Regions from separate parts of the Mus musculus genome. Here regions 1, 2, 3 and 4 are each linked to region 5. Evidence: chromatin contacts called from public HiChIP or PLAC-seq, capture Hi-C and promoter capture Hi-C data. All regions are on one chromosome and are shown on one strand. The core of a region is the stretch at or near the end of the contact, and the rest is flanking DNA. Distances in the headings are between cores, read along the strand shown.

Evidence for each region. Promoter capture Hi-C pulls out the DNA fragments that hold promoters and counts their contacts. HiChIP or PLAC-seq counts read pairs in DNA pulled down with a chosen protein or histone mark. Capture Hi-C pulls out chosen DNA fragments and counts their contacts.
Region 1: an H3K27ac HiChIP or PLAC-seq map of microglia shows a contact between it and region 5, with 6 times the contacts expected there. The contact joins the promoter of Zyg11b here to the promoter of Nrd1 in region 5. A contact is called at or near these places in 3 of 39 promoter capture datasets (hippocampal neurons, liver and pre-B cells), 1 of 484 Hi-C or Micro-C datasets (uterus), 2 of 115 datasets of contacts at active chromatin or transcription factors (microglia and regulatory T cells) and 1 of 9 other capture datasets (adipose tissue).
Region 2: a promoter capture Hi-C map of neural stem cells shows a contact between it and region 5. The contact joins the promoter of Shisal2a here to the promoter of Nrd1 in region 5. A contact is called at or near these places in 1 of 39 promoter capture datasets (neural stem cells) and 2 of 115 datasets of contacts at active chromatin or transcription factors (bone marrow-derived macrophages and microglia).
Region 3: a contact with region 5 is called in a promoter capture Hi-C map of pre-B cells, with 5 times the contacts expected there. The contact joins the promoter of Coa7 here to the promoter of Nrd1 in region 5. A contact is called at or near these places in 5 of 39 promoter capture datasets (the C10 cell line, hematopoietic stem and progenitor cells, hippocampal neurons and 2 more), 2 of 484 Hi-C or Micro-C datasets (CD8 T cells and uterus), 3 of 115 datasets of contacts at active chromatin or transcription factors (bone marrow-derived macrophages, memory CD8 T cells and pro-B cells) and 1 of 9 other capture datasets (adipose tissue).
Region 4: a contact with region 5 is called in a capture Hi-C map of embryonic stem cells, with 2.6 times the contacts expected there. The contact joins the promoter of Dmrta2 here to the promoter of Nrd1 in region 5. A contact is called at or near these places in 1 of 39 promoter capture datasets (cranial neural crest), 1 of 115 datasets of contacts at active chromatin or transcription factors (astrocytes) and 1 of 9 other capture datasets (embryonic stem cells).

Annotation. Positions count from the first base shown.
Region 1 is chr4:108,298,821-108,302,480 of GRCm38.p6, forward strand. It overlaps Zyg11b (zyg-ll family member B, cell cycle regulator), which reads right to left and starts at 2,270. Exons shown (of 14, transcript NM_001033634.3): 1 at 2,071-2,270. The coding sequence starts at 2,100.
Region 2 is chr4:108,381,550-108,385,159 of GRCm38.p6, forward strand. Shisal2a (shisa like 2A) reads right to left here and starts at 2,106. Exons shown (of 3, transcript NM_001099303.2): 1 at 1,613-2,106. The coding sequence starts at 1,794. Gm32297 (a long non-coding RNA gene) reads left to right here and starts at 1,674. Exons shown (of 6, transcript XR_003955247.1): 1 at 1,674-1,834.
Region 3 is chr4:108,326,813-108,330,464 of GRCm38.p6, forward strand. Coa7 (cytochrome c oxidase assembly factor 7) reads left to right here and starts at 1,340. Exons shown (of 3, transcript NM_027250.4): 1 at 1,340-1,478. The coding sequence starts at 1,373.
Region 4 is chr4:109,976,000-109,979,293 of GRCm38.p6, forward strand. Dmrta2 (doublesex and mab-3 related transcription factor like family A2) reads left to right here and starts at 2,026. Exons shown (of 3, transcript NM_172296.2): 1 at 2,026-2,337. It overlaps Dmrta2os (a long non-coding RNA gene), which reads right to left. Exons shown (of 4, transcript XR_868017.3): 1 at 2,939-3,294; 2 at 1,343-2,787; 3 at 928-1,114; 4 at 1-770.
Region 5 is chr4:108,998,614-109,001,953 of GRCm38.p6, forward strand. Nrd1 (nardilysin, N-arginine dibasic convertase, NRD convertase 1) reads left to right here and starts at 2,042. Exons shown (of 31, transcript NM_146150.3): 1 at 2,042-2,551. The coding sequence starts at 2,220.

The DNA.
Region 1 (3,660 bases), core at 1,020-3,519, 700 kb before region 5:
TCTATGCTCCAAAGTTCATAAAAATTTCTGTTTATTAGCTAGCCAGCTGATGGTATTTTATTATAGCAACCTAAATGGACTAAGACAGTATCTTTCTCACCACACAAGCTATTACACCTCCTATTTCTTCCATCCTTCCAGGTAGTAAACATGTCATCCTTCACTACAAATCTTTTTCCCCCAGAGAACAGTTTCTCTGTGCAGCCCTGGCTCTTCTGGAACTCTATAGACTAGGCTGACCCCAGGGATCCATCTGTCTCTGCCTCCCCAGTGCTGGGCCTAGAGGAGCACCTGACTTTCACAGCCGATCTTAAATCTCTTCCCAGTCACACTTAAAGTGAAGTTTTCTTCTTCTTTCCCAAATGAGCCACATAAATTCTATTCATCTTTTAGGCCCAGCTCAAATCACGCCTTTGACTCCCCATCCTTTGAATAACTCATTCAGTCTCCGTGGAAAGGCCTGCATTTCCAAAAGTCTAACAGCCTGGTACCTTCTCCAGCAGGATGGCTCTCTAGTCTGAAAAGAATCATCACTACATCTTATTCTACTCCTTTTTGCACCAAAAGACGCTTCAACTCACCCTGAGTAGTCTGCAAGGTGCCTCAAATTTCAGTGGAAGACTGCACTTGACAGGTGGGGAAATGAGATCATAAATCAAACCATTCAAGAGTCTACCTGACCTGGGCACTGGGAACTCAGGGAATTAAGTAAGGCCCAGTTGTTTCCAGACTCTGACTCTCCTTGGGAAGGAACAGAACAGCACACAGTAACAGTGGAACAAGTGAGAGGCAGTCACTGGGAAAAGACAATGGAGGATCAGCAGAGTCAGGGAGCGAGGGAGTGTTTCCCGGTTAAACACCAGACGGTAGGTTACCTTCCTAAAAGTCAGATGGAGGGAAATACAACCTAGGAACTTATGATTATCAACAAGTCTTTTTGACTAGAATGTATTATTTCCTCCCAGAGATCAACATTTATTTTGTATAGGATAGAACAATGCTTTCAATATATACACAGCAAAACGCGGATAACACTTAAAAATGGGACTGTAGTCACAGCCATTTTGAAGCAGAGGAAAATTTGCAAAGAAAGGGTTTCTCCAAGAAAGGACAGAAAGGACAGGACAAATACAACCTTTCGGAGGAAGGTATTCGAAAGACTGTCACAATCTGACTGCCAGGCTGATATTCAGACCTCAAATGCCCTTGGTCTCTGCCTCCTAACAAAAACAAATCATGTGCTCTGAGCAACAACTGTCAAGCCTGCAAATTACAAAAGATTTTTAATTTCCCTAACGGTAACTCCACATGAAAACACATTCAAAATAAAAATGTAACAACCCTTTTTGGCTATTTCTGTCAAAAGGCCTGATAATCACATAAGGCTACAGGATGTACTCTGTAACACACCCCACTCAGGTTTTTGCAATGACACTAAGTAGTAAAGCTTCCAGACTATTCTTCCATACCGCCAATCTCCCCTCACTTCCCCACTCCAAAACAGAACGGAGAAAGAAAGGTTACTAATCTGTATGTACCCGCCCAACAGCTCCCGGGTAGCAATTGCCTTCCAATTGCTCCTGCTTAGCCCTCTGAAACCTGCACAAGGAAATGGGGACAGATGTGTGAGCCGGCGACGGAGGACATCCGACAAGGGGCAGAGGAAATGCGGATGGTCGAGGACCAAGGGGAAGAGGGGGCGCCGGAGATAAAATGGTGAAGAGGGTCGAGGAGGGAAAGGAAGCAAAGTGTGGGAAGGAAAAGTGGGGGGTGGGGGTGACTAACGACCATAGAGGAGAAAGGTTAAAATGGTTGAGGAGAAAGGGGAGGGTTAAAGACAGGGAAGGGGGGACGAGGAGAATGCGAAGGAGGCTGTCACCGGGGGACAAAAGGGTGTCACCGGAAAGAAGGGGGATTAAGGGATGTCTCCCAAAGAGGTTTGCTCCTACTGGTGGATGGGGAACGCGAGCCGGAGGAGACAGAGGGAGGGTGCAGGAAGAAGGGTGAGACGGCTGCCCGGCGTCCTCGGGCCACCCTGCGGGGGGTGGGGGGCAGGCCGCGCTAGCTCACCATGGCTGCGTGGGCCTGGTCCTCCGGCATGCAGCCTCGGTCCTGCGTGCGGTGGCAGGCGGAGCCCGAGCCCGCCGCTAAGATCAGCCGGCTCGGGGGCTCCAGGAGGCTCGGGTCAGGCAGCGGCTCCGGGCTGGGCCCAGGCCTCGGCCTCGCTCTTCTGAACTACAGCAGCCGCTGCCGCAACCTGACCGAAACACAGACTCCGCCTCGCTCGCCGCGCCTGCTGCGCCCCGCCCCCCCGCACGAGGTCCCGCCCCTCTCCCTGAGCCTACCGCGCCCTGCCCCTTAGAAGTCCCGCCCCTCTCTCCCTTGCATGTCTCGCCCCGCCCCAAAGTGGTCCCGCCCCCTGAAGACCCCGCCCCGTCCCGGCGTAGACTCCATTCTCAAACGCCAGCCCTTAAAGGGGCCAACGCCCTCTGACGAGGCTGTAGTCTTTCCGTTTGGAAGAGCTTTAAATCTTACCTCCAGAAGACTGCAGCGCTTACCCTCATTCTTCAAAACTTAACTTCTGATTCATAGTCATTAATTTTTTTTTTTAGTCATTAATTTTTGTTGTCAACGTTCTTAGTGATTTTAGCATTCTGTTACATGATGTTGTTTTGCTGTTGTTTTCGTTTTGTTTTGTGAGAAAGAGTCCCTCCACATAGCATATGTTAGGCAAGTATTCTGCCTGCTACTGCGTCACATCCTCGGGCCCCACAATCTCAATTTTGACTATGGAGCTTTCCCTCTTTAACCTGCTTTTCTTTTTTCTTTTTAAAGATTTATTTATTATTATATCCAAGTACACTGTAGCTGTCTTCAGACAGCACAGAATAGGGCATCAGATCTCATTACAGATGGTTGTGAGCCACCATGTGGTTGCTGGGATTTGAACTCAGGAAGAGGGGTCAGTGCTCTTAACCGATGAGCCATCTCTTGGCTGCCTTCTTTTGATCTTATGTAAATGGTGTTTAGCTATGCTATATTTTTCCACCCTCTAGGTAGCTACTTCAAGTCCCTCTTCTCAGGCCTCCGATATTTCCTTCTTCATGCTCATTTAACTAATCATTTTTGCCTTCAAATCACTGACAAAGTAAATGGACAAAACAGAACATCTATATAAGTTTCCATCACTGACAGTGACTTCCAGACTACCTATAACTCCACTTGTATACTTTTTCCTTTCTGTAGCCCAGGCTAGCCTTCACTATGTAGTCCAGGTATGCTTCAACTCTCCATTTCTCTGCTGTGGTGGTTTGAATAGGTATGGCCCCCATAGACTCCTGTGTTTGAATGCCTGGCCCATGGTGGTTGGTGATACTAGGAAGAGTAGCCTTGTTAGAGGAAGTGTGTCACTGTTTCTCCAGAGCGCACACTTCTGGAGACCTAACCCCCTAGCCTCTTGCCACTGGACCATCTTCCATTTTAATCACTATCAAGTATACAGGTCAGGCAGGATTAAGTACTGGTGAAGCCATCGCCAAACAGGCACTCCAGAAGGCTGCCACTTGATTGTTTCCATCGTGTTTGTGGTAGTGGGAATTAACTACAAGGCTTTGCACATGCTGTGCAAGTGTTCTCCTCTTGGGCAACATCCTCAGTTGT
Region 2 (3,610 bases), core at 856-3,355, 620 kb before region 5:
AGTAGCAAAAATTACACTTATGAAGAAACAATGAAGTAATTTTATGGTTGGGGGTCACCACAACATGAGGATCTGTACTAAAGAGTCGAAGTATTAGGGAGGCTGAGGGCCACTGCTCTAAAGAGACTAGGAGGTTGGAAATACACTCAGTCTTAGCGTACTTGTCTATAATATGCCCAAGGTCCTGGGTTGGCATTTCCAACAAGAAGGGAAAGTCCTCTTGCAGGGAATAATTGATTTCTGTGTCCTCAGTGCCTTGCACAAAGACCCTGTAGTCAAGATTGTAGTGAATGGGTAAATACATGGGAACAAACAAAAAATTAGCATGATTTCTTGGGTGTTTAGACACTTGCCAAATGTACAGGATATGATACCCTTGTCATTTGAAAATGTTTCGGAATTGCAGGTTGGACATCTTAGAAAAAGCCATTTTTGTAGTTGTAATTGGTGTATATCTAGTTGCTTTTGTCTCTTGTTTGGTGCTTACCTCTGCCTTAATCAGAAATGGAGACAATGATAGGTCATTTCCCTCTGGTAGATAAAGAGCCAGGAAGACCAGGAAAGCACACAGTCTTCTGCTCGTGTACTGTTAGGGACAAAAAACTCTCCATGGACCACCCCAGTTTTGCTGACACCTCTTACCCAGAGCAGGGGGAGGATCAGGCTCTACTTTCTGGATCCCTTTGGGGACTCAGAGGTATTAAGACCTACTGTCCTCCATCTCCATACTTAGGTTTCAGGATTGTCAGAGTTGGCCCAAGCAACCCAGTTTCTGAACGGCCAGGGAAAATGAAATATTTGCACCCAGACCCCACTATTAAAATGGTTGGAACTGGCCTCTGCTGTGGCATTATGCCACTGTGTCACACTGAACTTGCAGGAAGCCTTGACCCCCAGGTTTATGAGCATAGAGTACACCCCCAGGACTCAAGTATAAGTGTCCAGTAAAGAGAGTGAGAGGGAAGGGAAGGGCTGAGGCTGGGCTGAGATGGGGTTGGGTTGGAGCATCAGGTGAGGATGAAGGTTTGAGGTTGTGGTTTGGATGTAGGTCTAAAGCCAATTAAAGTCAAGTTGTGGGTAAACAGATGAGACGGTTTACAGGCAGGCTTGAGGAGGAGGCTGAGGCAGGTTAAGATTGCAGTAGTAATAGGGAATTCATAAAGCTGGGCTTGGGACTGTGCTGGTACCCGGAACAGCATCCAGAGCTCAGAGCCGCTGTGAGGACTAAGGGTAGAGTTAGGGATTCCTCTGTATGTCTGAAGATAGTATTTGCTGTTAGGGTGAAGGTTGGCTTGTGATTTGAGATTATGTTGAGAGTGATGGCAGAGTGAAGTTCAGAATAGGGACAGAATGAGTGCTTTGGGGGTAGTGCTGGTCAGGTTCAAGTGGGGCTCTAAATTATGGTTGGGGTCAGGATGAAGAAGGAGTTGAGATGGGGCTTTAAGGGTTTGATGTGGTACAAAGCAAGAGTAGGATCAGTGAGGAGTAAGGATGATTTGAGGGAAGGGCACTTAGATGAAGGTGGGGGCTTCCAAGAGGCTGGCTTGCGGGTGGGCTAGTGGGATAAGATGGGAGAAGGGGTTCAAGGTGAGGTTAGAGCCAGGGCCTGTACCTGAGCCACCACATGTAGTTGTGCTCGTAGGGGAAGAAGCTGTGCGGGTCGTCGCAGCAGTACTTGTGGTCGCGGAAGCCACAGCAGAAGACAGCAGCCGCTTCGCCCCCTGGCAGCGGGCAGCTGAAGCCGCGCACCACCTCCTGCTCAGCGCTCACGTAGCTCGAGCAGGCGCCGCTCATCGCGCCTCCTTGGCTCCCTGGACGGACGGACCGACAGCGGGTGAGCGAGAGACAACGGCCGGAGACCCCGCAGATCTTGAGAAAGAGCCCGAGGGCCAGGCAGGCAGGGAAGTGCGCAGGTAGAGGCGCTGCAGAGAAAGGCACGGCGAAAGGCGCGGAGGCGCGCGGTGAGGACGGGGCGCCCGGGGACCCGGTGGTCAGGTGCGCGGGCGCGGAGGCAGGGGTGCACGTGGGGACCCAGTCCAGGGTGGGGGCTGCCTCCTCGCCCCGGCTGCCGAGACACCACGCGACAGCCAGAGAGGCAAGGTGGATATTTGAGGCTCTCGCCTGAGCGAGGTACCACCGTGCGGGCCGCCAGGACCCTTCTCTGGGTAGTTGTGTGCTACGCAGAAGACAGGCAGAACGGGGTCCTCTGGGGTTGATGAATAATACTCCATTTAACTGGCAAAGCAACCTGAAGACCAGGGTTTTCATTGTATAGACGGCAGCTGAGAATCAGAGAGAGACAAGTCATTTCCCCAGGCTCCTTAGCTCATGGGATTTCAACCCTGTTGTCTGGCTGACTCTCAGCAAACCTCCTGTATTCCACATTGGCCTGGATGTCTTGATGACTGGCTTCCAACTCCCAAATGCTGGGATTTTGGGTGTGTGTCCACACCCTGCCCTCCAGTAATATTTTCAAAGTCTTGATTGCCTTTCTTTTCCTCTCCTGCTCTCTCTTTGACACACAATGTTCACACACACTCTTAGCACTCCCTGCTCTTGGCCAAAGACATTGAAGCAATTGTCTCAGGAATAAGCCTTTACCCCCACCTCAATTAGGGGTTGCCAACCTTCACAACTTGTTCCTAGACTACAAGGACAGTGTTCTCCTTCCTGTCTGAAGGTGCTTCCGAGCCTCAGTTTCTCCAGTGTACCCTGAGAGGGTGAACAAGGATCTTTGAGGATTTACCCAGTCCCTCCGAGCCTTAGCTCTGCATTTCCACAGAAGAGGATGGTAGGAGATAGTGTGGTGCATCCCTTTGCTGTGGCAGCTGTGTGTGGGATCATGGATCTGCAGGGGGCTGGGTATAAGCCTAACTGACCCCCTTCACGGCTTCTTTTCCCTTTGACCTGTAAGGCAGTTCAGTTCCACAGATGCCATTGTACACCACGCCTCTGACCTGAAGGTCAGATCCGGGCTGGCCCTTGAGAAACAGCTTGGTGGAGGAATCAACAGGGAGGGATCAATATAGGACCAGGATCATAGGCACAGAGGGGCTCTGTGTAAGGGAATAGCAAAGGTTTTAAGAGGGCAATGCTTTTAAAGGTCAGCCAAAACAATAAACAAAAAGGAGCCAGATCTGGTGGCATATGCCACTAGTCCAAACTATTCAGCAGGCTGAGGCAGGAGGATTGCTTCAGTCCAGGAGTTTAAAGCAAGCCTGGCAATACAGATCTCATCTCAAAAATGAGCAAAAACTTACCTTTGGCATGGATGATAGATAATGGTAGATAGATCATTTGCCTAGTATGCATGAGGGCCCTGGTTTTGTTACCAATACCTCAAACCAAGAAGAACTGTTAATATTCCCAGAAAACTCTTCTCTTGAGCTGTTATCACTGAAGACTGGCACTACTCTATTGAAGGCTCATTTTGACCTCTATTTACCAGAAGGGACAAAGGGGAGGAGCCCTTTGGGAAGGAGGGAGGCCTCTCTGAGGTGGACGACAATCCCCTAAATCCTTTCCAGTGAGGAATTAACTTCTTTCTCCTAGAAACCCAGAGGAAGGATCATGCCCTTGAGAGAAACCAGCACAATGTCACACGGCCATC
Region 3 (3,652 bases), core at 90-2,589, 670 kb before region 5:
CTGAACCCAAGGGACCAGGCAAGTTCTCCAACAGATGAGCTACTTCTTCAGCCTAAATATTATTATTATTTTTTTTTAATAATGGCTTACTGTTTTCCAAGCTATCCTGGAACTCCTGGAGGCCAGGTGGTGTGGCCTCTTCTGAGGCCTGGGCTTGCTCAGTTCTTGGAAACAGAGATTTATGTCTAGTCTCCTGAACTGCCAATGTGAAGCCTGTCATGGAGTCAGCCTGTCTCAGTTATACAGAACAAAGCAAGTAAGCTTCTAGATGTATCCAGTAGGAGTAGGTTAAGGAGGGAGGCTCCAAAGTAAAGGTCAGGCCTTCTCATCCTGGACCATGTATTCTAAGGGCTCCCTCTAGTGATTACAGATATAAACAAGATAAAAAGAACACGGATAGGTGGATGTGGGAGCTTGTATCTGCAACAGTACTCAGTAGGCTGAGGGGGGAGGATTGTCTCAAAGTGAGATTCTATCAAAGGAAAAACAGGAGAAGCCATACATAAAAGTCAGTTTTAGCCAGAGGCTCTGGAGTAACGCAGAGCTTGTGCTATCCTGTGAAAGATGTGTCATGGAACTGCTTTTAAAACCATGAGTCCATTCCCAATCGGCCTTTCCCTTTCTCCTTGCCCCAATAAACCTCTTCGGTAAGATCTGTTGCATCATATGACTTCATAGTGTTCCTTGGCTTCAATCCGCCATGCTGCTGTTCTAAAACTATTATAGTGACCATGTTGTCACTATAATCCCGACCACTGATGTGTTCTAATCATAACTCGCAGTCATATTAATATGGATGATTTTGATGGGTCTACAAAGAATATAGAGATAAGGGCATCCCGTGGCAATTGCACAGATTTATTTATTTCGGTTTTTCCGGCCATATTTGGGACACACAAGGTATTCAAAATGCTTGCCACCCAAATGAACGAATGCTTTCGGAATAGATTTCAAGTTCTGTTTTACGATGCTTCAGAGTACTTGGTGGTGAGCTGCAGCCCAACGCTGTAAGCTTTGGTAAGGCTGGGACCTGAGCTCCCGGCTGTGTCGGCTTTAGAACCGGAACTGAAGAATGTCTGGCTGATCCAGACTACAGGGAGAAAACCATTAAGGGGCAGTATGGCCTCAGATAAACCGACGCAGAAACCTGGGAGAGGGCTGTCCAAAAAGAAGAATAAAAGCCTGGAGGGGTGGGGGGGGTGGGGAGCTACCACCGCAAAGGATGATGGGAAGCGGTAATCGTCTCCTTCCTTCCAACCCGCCCCCGTACTGAGGAGCGCTGACGTCACGCACGCCGCCGGCATGCCCCGCCCCTGGGCTGGCTCACGTAACTGAGGGTGGAGCCACAAAGCGATTTGTGGGAGTCGGAATCATGGCGGGCTTGGTTGACTTCCAGGACGAGGAGCAGGTGAAGTCCTTCCTGGAGAACATGGAGGTGGAGTGTCACTACCAATGCTACCGCGAGAAGGACCCGGAGGGTGAGCGCCAACTGCGCAGCCTGGGACATAGGGGAGGGGAGCGAGCGTGGGGTGCAGTCGTGGTCACGTGGCGGGCCGAGGACGCCTAAGGACCGGGTCAGGGTCACTACGGGCCTGTGGGCGGGAAGTTGTAGTGCATCGGGGGCGGGGCCTGCAGCGGAGGGCGGAGCCCTCAGGCTAGATGCTGTGTAGTCAAGTTTAGGGTGCTAGGACTGGAGGTGTGAGGGTGAAGTAGAACCTCGGTGTACATGTCTTTGAGGGAATCATTTAACATGCAGGAAATAAATGAAATATATGCTAGTAGTAAATGCGAGCCAGAATTGGTTGGCATCTTGCACCTGTAATTCTAGCGTTCGGGAGGCTGAGGAAGGAGGATCACTTAGAACTCAGGAGTTAAGGACTAGCCTGAACTACATAGCAAAACCCGGCCCAAAAAAAGAATTGGAGAGGGAGATTGGAGTGGTGGTCCAGTAATTAGGAGCCCATTTAAAGTTCTAGGAGATCCAATGCCTCTGGCCTCTGCTGCCACCACACCACATGCTCGTATACACACATCCATAATTTAAAATAATAAAAATTAAATCTTTTTTTTTTTGAGACTGTCATTATGTAGCCTTGACTGGCCTAGAACTTACAGTGTAGGCCACGCTAGCCTTGGACTCAGAACTGCTTCCTCTATCTTCTGAGTTTTTGGCATGAGCCACAGGCCTGTTAACAAATTAATAAATTAATTAATTTGTTGAGGTGTTATTCTTTGTGTAGTCCTGACTGTCCTTCTGTTGATCAGGCTAGCCTGAAACTAAGATATCTGCAAGCTTCTGTTTCTCAAGTGCTAGAAGGTGTGGGCTGCCACCATCCAGCACAAAATTTTAAAAAAAAATTTTTTTTTTGTTTTAGTTTTTTCGAGGGAAAAAAAAGTTTTTTTAAGGTAAGTGAAATGTGATAAAAAGAACTGAGTGAAGGGCACTGCCCAATGACATGGCTTTTGAATAAAGCTTTGAAGGAGGAAAGGAACCATTGTAAGTCTTTGCCAGGCAGAGGTAATAAAAGGTCAGAAATTGACTATATTTATTTATTTATTATATGTAAGTACACTGTAGCTGTCTTCAGACACTCCAGAAGAGAGCATCAGATTTCATTACAGATGGTTGTGAGCCACCATGTGGTTGCTGGGATTTGAACTCAGGACCTTTGGAAGAGTAGTCGGTTTCCTTAACCACTGAGCCATCTCACCAGCCCCAGAAATGGACTCTTATGTGCAGTGAGGAGGTGGAGTGTATGAGTGACCAGTGCCCAAACAAGTGTCCAGTGTCTGTAGGTTGTTTTCCTATTGTTTTAATTAAGGGAAAAGAATGAAAATGGCTCTGGCCCTCCTTTCCAGTAGCTTACAGTCTAGTTCCCAAGAAATGACTTTCTGTTTCTTGAAATTAGTCCACTATAGTGTGACTCTGGATAAGGAACCCAGGATTATTCTGTTTGTTTGTTTGTTTGTTTGTTTGTTTTTTCGAGACAGGGTTTCTCTGTATAGCCCTGGCTGTCCTGGAACTCACTCTGCTGACCAGTCTGGCCTCGAACTCAGAAGTCTGCCTGCCTCTGCCTCCCGAGTGCTGGGACTAAAGGTGTGCACTACCACGCCCGGCTAAGATTATTCTTTGGGAGCTAGTCCATGTCCCAATTGAAGAGAAATTTCAGAGGAATTGACCTTCTGTGGTCTCTGAGGACCAGGGTGGTTGGGCATAGTCCACAGAGGCCAGCTGTGTAGTCAGTGCGGGAGAGGTTGGGGAACAGAGAGCTCTTTTGGAAGGTGAATTAAGGATTGCTCAGAATCAAGTCAAATTAATGTCTGTTTTGCAGTCCTGAGGCACAAAGCCAGGGCTTCTGAGTGTAGCGGGGAAGTTTTCTACCACTGGGCTCTAGCTCCAGTTCCAGATTAAGTTTGTTCAGGGAGCCCGGACTACAGTGTACCCTGCCTTTCTAAGCAAGGAATTTAGACCTGACTCTGTAGGCATGTTTGAGGAGTTTGTGGTAGTTGATATGAGTTACATGAAGGACATGTGGAGCAGGGAGTGCAGGAGAGCCCTGTGAGCACTGGCCATGGGCTGGGGTTGTAGGTTGGTTGGAAGAGCACTCACCTAGTGTACCTGAGGCCCTGACTGAGTACTAGGCCTGGCTCA
Region 4 (3,294 bases), core at 776-3,275, 980 kb after region 5:
GCTCAAAGCAAGAGCTGGGGTTCCGGTAACCGTTGTCGTCTCCATCTAAGTGTCAGGACATCTAAGTGCGCAAGCCTCAGGTGCGAGAAAAGTTAGGCCACCCTTCCCAGAAAACTAAGCGGATCTGGTTAGGTTATTTTGTTTGGGGGTCCACATTTTTTTTCTGAAATATTCCCCCCAAAAGCTCTAAAAGCAGGCGAGTAGAAGCCTCGCGTGGAATCTGGCAGCACGCGAAGCCTCCCTGCCCCTCCCTCCCACAGGCCAGCACTCAGGCATAGTCAGAGTTATTCTACCCTCTGGCCCCTGGAGATCTCGAGACCCTTAACTCCCTATCAAATCCTTTCTCCCGGCTCTGGAGAACTTTCCCTGTGGCGGGCACCAGGCTACTATTCTATATTATTCGTGTCCAGGCTCCTTTGAAACAGGCCTGGCGAACTTTCTGGAAGCTGTCTGCTAGATTCTGAGGCTCAACGCCCCTTCTTATCTCCCCCAGTCGGATCCTCAGTTGGCTCCTTGGGCGGAGCGCATCCTGACCCTTGCAGGACCATGGTTCTGTTTTGGGGTCCTGCTGATCTCCTCTTCTTTCCAGTCCCAGTCGCGGGTCCTCCTGAGGCAGGCTCTGGGTGCCTAGCAGATGACCGTCTGCAGTGGCAGAGACCCGACTTCCGACGCCCAAGGGTTTCTAAAAATCAATGCCAAAACGCACGGCAGGGATCGGAAAGGGAGTAAGGAGATAGTTTCGCATTTCATTTAAACGAATTTTCTTTACTCTGAAGGAGAAAAGTAGAAAGCAAAAATGAGAGTAACAGAATGTTAGCCTCAAAGGCAAAGGAAAAGTCCGAGCTGGAGGGTGACACAGTCCAAGGATTTAAACATCAGTAACAGATGGGAATAACTAGGAAGAGATACAAAATTCGAACTTGTTACCTCCTCCGCAGACCCAAGGGGGTTCTCGGGCCGTGACGTCAGCACGGGTCGAGGAAGGCCAAGTCAAAGCAGGTCCAGTGCCCTCGCCCCCTGCGGAAGTCTTGTGGGCTGATGGGTCTGACCGTCTGGCCGGTTCCTCCAGCCTCCAGAGGATCTGGGGAGTCGCAAAGGCGGCTTTTTACTTTGGCTTTAAAAAAAAAAAGTTACAAGTAAACTTTGTTAATTTCAAACAGCCACAAAAAGAATTCCACAAAAAAGGGCAGCAAGATGCAAAGAAATTCGGAAAGGCAAGGAGGGCACAGGGGGCCGAGGGAAAGGGCAGGGGCGCAGGGAGAGGAGAAGCTGCAGCGCTTGGACCCACGTTCCTCCCGGGGCTCCTAGCTTGAAAACACAAATCCTTACAAATCGCACTTACCACTCCGTGACGCCCACGGTGTCAGGACTTTGCAAACGAAGAAACTAAGCATTAAAGGTGATAGAGGGCGGGGGAAGGGAGCAAACCGGCTCTCAACTACCTCGGAGCCCGTCGGACGTGGAAGCACACGGTCACGGTCAGAAGGAAGCCAGCAAAAACCATCTTGGCAAGTCTGCGGTGAACGCCCTCCCTCCCCCACCCCGGCACCCGGGTTCCACTCCCACTTCGACAGCGGTAATTGAATTGTCACCTGCTCCTGTCCCGCCCCAGGCCTCCGGGGCCACTTGGGAAGCTAGGCCTTGCCAAGCGCCCCGGGCCAAGGGAGAGTGGCTCAGTGGAGCCGGAGCCCCAGGAGTAGAGGGGTTACACACGTCTACGCGGAGAGGCGCACCGGACACGGTAATTAGGAGCAATTCACACGCTCTCGGGCGCACGGAAACTTCTTGTCACGACATTTGCAACGCTCCTCCTCGCGCACTCCTTCCCTGGCGCCCCCTCCCATCCCGCAGGCACTCAGCAGAGCGTGCGGAGTTTCGAATCTTTCGGACACTGTAGAATGAGGGGCTCCCCGGGCGCGGGCCCGGCCAATCAGAGCGCCGACTGTCTCCCCTGGCCAATGGCAGGCGCCACATTGTTGTCCAATTCTGTCTAATGGAGCCCTGAGGAGCAACAATAGAGCGGGCGAGCGGCTCATTGAGAGCTGGCAGCGCCGGACTACCCGGCCCGGGGCGAGCGCAGCGTCCGGAGCGCACCGAGGGGACGCCGGTTGCAACCAGCCCGCCCTCGGCCAGGCCCCCGGCCCCGAGGCCCCTCCGGGGTGTTGGACTGCTGTGTTCCTAGAGGGGTCCGGAAGTTCGGACATGGTGGCTGAAGGAGGGTGACGTGGTCAGAGAAGGGGCCGGGGGCAGAGGGACGAGGCCAAGAGAGCCGAGGCGCGAGCCGAGCTGGGCGACGCGTGCTGCGCCAACAGAGGAGGAGCCCGGAGCTCGAGGCAGGTAGGGGAGGGCCGGCAGCCGAGCAGGGGAGGCGACCGGGTCGGTGGCCCCCGAGGGCGAGGCCCAGGCCCTGCCGGGCCTTGGGCATTGAGTGCTTGAGGGTCTGGGGGAAGAGGCCTCGGAGCACACGGTGCTCTGGGATTCCCAGACCCGGACCCCAGGAGCGGCTCCCGGCTCTGGCGGGGACCCGGGCTGCGTGGCGGGGAGTGGAGGCCGCGGCGGAAGCCAGGAGCAGGGCCTGCTGGGCCTTCTGCGGCTGCGGCGCAGGTGAGACTCTCGGGTCCCTTCAGGGTCAGTTTTGGAGGCGACTTCCTGGCCTCCTTTGAGGCCTGCTGGATTGTGCAAGTCCCAGAACCCTGGTCTGAGACCAACACTCTGGAACCTGCGCACAAGCGGGGTCCCAAGAGGTCCCAGGATGAGGAGGGCGTGTCTGAGGACTCAGTTCCTAAACTGGGAGGGGTGGGGGTTGGGTAAGAGGCATTGAGCAAAAGGACTCTGGCTCCTGCAAAGTCTAACTTTTCTGAAGATGTGCTTTCCTCTGACTACTCCAGACTAAAAGTCTAACCCCCAAGCCACAGGTTTCACCCTATCCCCGCCCTACCTTTTGCTGGAGATTTTTTTCCTAAGCAGCGCTGTCCCTCTCGGTGGACCTCAGTCCGGGTCGCCTTGTCAGCTGTTTCTGGACGTTTTTCTTGTTATTCAACTAATCTTTGAGCTAGGGTGGCCAGTCCAAAGAAAGTTTCTTCCGATGGCTTTTCTCTCTTCTCAGCTCTCCTACACTCAGTTCTGTGGAATAGAACTAACCCTTTAGAGGCTCAGACCACAGTATTTGCAGAATTCTTTTGGCTGTGATCCCAGGGCCATAAGCCGAACTTTGCCTCCAAGTTTTGTCTTCTAGTTCTTACCCTACTTCTAACAGGAAAAAATTCTTCAGTTCCTTTTTGCTCGAATTCCTCT
Region 5 (3,340 bases), core at 792-3,291:
TACTTTATGAATTTGCCTATCGTCCACGAGCAGGGGCCATGTTGTTCTTCTCTATCAGTTCAACTTTAGTATATGTCCCGCTGAATCAGCGAGCACTCTGTGTGCTTTTTAAATATGTTTCTCCCACTAGCCCTCTTCTAAGCTCTAGAGAGAGGGGACATATTTGCTCATCACTCCCAACTTCTGGCACAAGGTAGCACCTCACTTGGTTAGTTAAATGAATGATGGAAAGTTCCACTCTATGGAAAACCCAGCAAATTGCAATTAAGGGCATAAATTATTTTTCTCCTTAGGAAAACAAAATTGATAGTTGAAGCTGAACGTTTCTTATTTCTGGTATTATTGTTTTGGAGAGTCAAAAATCACACCTAGACTAATCCTGTACAAAGCAAGCACACACACACACACACACACACACACACACACACCCTAATCTTGTACAAAGCATAGACTGACACTTCAGTGTCACTTACTATTGGTGTTTTTATGTTCTGGGCAGCCATTCTTGTACTGGAGAGACGCAAATGAAGCTACTTTGAATGAGGACTCTAGTGGAGTTGCGTGAAGACTGATAAACCTTTAAAAGTGTACTGAAACCAGGATATCTTAATGCTTTTATTTTTTATTTTTTGAGACAGGGTTTCTGTGTGTAGTCTTGGCTGTCCTGTAACTCACTCTGTAGACCAGGCTGGCCTCAAACTCAGAAATCGACCTGCTTCTGCCTCCCAAGTGCTGGGATTAAAGGCATGCGTTACCACTGCCCGGAATCTTAATGCTTTCAAATACTTCTGCCCCAGTTCATGTATCCTCTTCAATACTTTGTCTTCCTACCCTGTTTTGTAGTCTTAGCATTTATTGTTTTTTTTTTTTAATGTATTATTTATGGTCAGTTTCTTCCCATAAGAAACTAAACTTCAAGCCAAGGATTTTTTGTTGTTTTTGAGACGGTCTTAGTAGGTAGACATGGCTGGCTTGGAACTGCTTTGTAAACCAGGCTGGCCCTGAACTTAAAGAGATTCACCTGCCTCTGTCTCCCTGAGTGCTTGAGATTCAAGGTGTGGACTACCACACCGGCAACGATTTGTTTTGTGTATGGCTTTATCTTCAGCCACACAAAGGTTCAGAGGCAGGAAAGACAACCACTAATGTATCTATCGGCTTAAAGTCTTTTTGTTGTTGTTGTTGTTTACTCATATTCATTTCGTTTATCTCTTCCATGTGGTATGATCTCATTCAATGGTGTCTATCAGCTTTTTATTGTTATCTGGTCAACTGCTTTTTATTTTATATTGTGTCTGTTCCAGTCGCTGCAAAAGCATTGGCAAAAACAAAAACAAAAAGCTTGGGAAAGTTACTTGAGGTTAGTAGCCTAACATGTTCTTGCTTTTCAGTAAAAGTTGGCCAAACTTAAAGGTAGGCTGAGGACTACTCCAGGGTGTGGAAGCTTAAAAAAATAAACAATTCGCATACAAGAGTGAGCATATTGAAACAGATCTGGAGCGTGAAAAGCACCAATGGTTTGGCAGCCTACAGGATGGAAAGATGCAATTGTTATTTCCGGTGCTTAGTGACCCACAAGCACTGCATCCATCTCGGGATAGGGTGGGAAAAGACTTCCGGTGCTCTGCTCTTTTAAAAAAGAGACCCGCTGAGTCACTCTAAGAATAGAGTGCAAAAAATACACCGCAAGTGGGTGAAGAAGATCAGCATCCACTATCGCGACTCACTTCTGTGTTTTCTCGCTGGGGAATATTTTCTCAGACACGGAGCGCTACGCGGTTTTCCTAAAAACAGCTACGGACGCACGTCACAATCGCAGCAAGACTTCTCCCATCATCCTCCGCCTCTTTTCCTTCGCCCCGCCCACGTCAGGTTTCGAAATGCTCTCTGGGTGCGCCAGGAACCCGGCCTATTTCTATTGGTCTCTCGCTTCCCCTACTCCCATTGGCTGTTTCTGCAAACGTGACGGCCGTTGTGCGTTGTGATTGGCTAGAGTCCATAGCGTCATCGGCTGTCAGGAGGGTGGGATGAAGAAAGTCGGTGTGAGCGAGGCCGGGTTGGAGGAGGGGTTCAGGCCTGTCCTCCCCAGCGGCTGGGGCAGCAACAACGCCGGCCGCCGCCGTCGCCCCTGGGACGCGGAGGAGGAGGAGTGGCTGGAGGTGTAGGAGGAGGAGGTGGGCCTGGGGAGCGGGATGTCCAGCGCTACGACTTGCTGGTGAATGCTGAGGAGAGTCGCGGTTGCTGCAGTCTGTGTCACCGGGAGGAAGTTGCGGTGTGAGGCCGGGCGGGAGCTCACGGCTCTGGGGCGAATCGAAGCACGGGGTCTGTGCGAAGAATCATCGAAACCCTTTCCTACGCTGACCATGCCTGGAAGAAACAAGGCGAAGTCCACCTGCAGTTGCCCGGACCTGCAGCCCAATGGACAGGACTTGGGCGAGAGCGGCCGGCTTGCTCGTCTAGGAGCGGATGAATCTGAGGAGGAGGGACGGTCTTTCAGTAATGTCGGGGACCCTGAGATCATCAAGTCTCCCAGCGATCCCAAGCAGTACCGGTGAGGGAGGAGGCTCGGACTGGGGAGAACAGGGTGCGGGCTTCGGTTGGTGCTGTAGTGACTTCTGGTCTCCATGTCTCCCGGAGAAGCAACAGGGTGTTACTACTTCCCATCCCAAATGTGTGTTTGGGTGAGGCGGCCAGGGCAATTTGGAGTAGACGAGGCTGGCCTTTAACTCAGAGATCTGCTTGCCTCTGCCTCTCAAATGCTGGGATTAAAGGTATCCGCCGCCACTGCCCGGCTATTTTTGACTTATATTAAAGCAAGAATTAAGGTTTCCATGAGGAAGACAGGATGGATGGTAAAGGGGAGGAGGGTTGGTAAGGAAAGCTTGACAGTTAGTGATTCTGAATTTTGGCGGAGAGGATATTTGAGATGTGTGTGTGTGTGTGTGTGTGTGTGTGTGTGTGTGTGTGTTATTTTTGTTCAGTCTCAATCCAAAGGTGTATGAGTAAAGAGAGGTAAAACAGAGTGAAAATTACGAAAAGGATGCTGTGGTTTTAATAAAAGAACTTTACATCACCCTTTTCGTAATTATCACTCCTGTTTACCTCTCTTAGCTAGCCTGAGATGGAGTGGCTTGTAACCATGGGTAGCTAGCCACAACTAGAATGGCTTAGCTAGATGACTTCTTCCAAAACGTATTAGAGATATCTTGGGCCTCAGTTGTATGAATGGTAGGCGTGTAAGATCCCATTTTATACAATGTTTCAATCATGTGTAATGAATGAATGAATGGTGACTCAATCCCCCACCTGAATAAACTTAAGAGTTACTTTGTTTCATAAA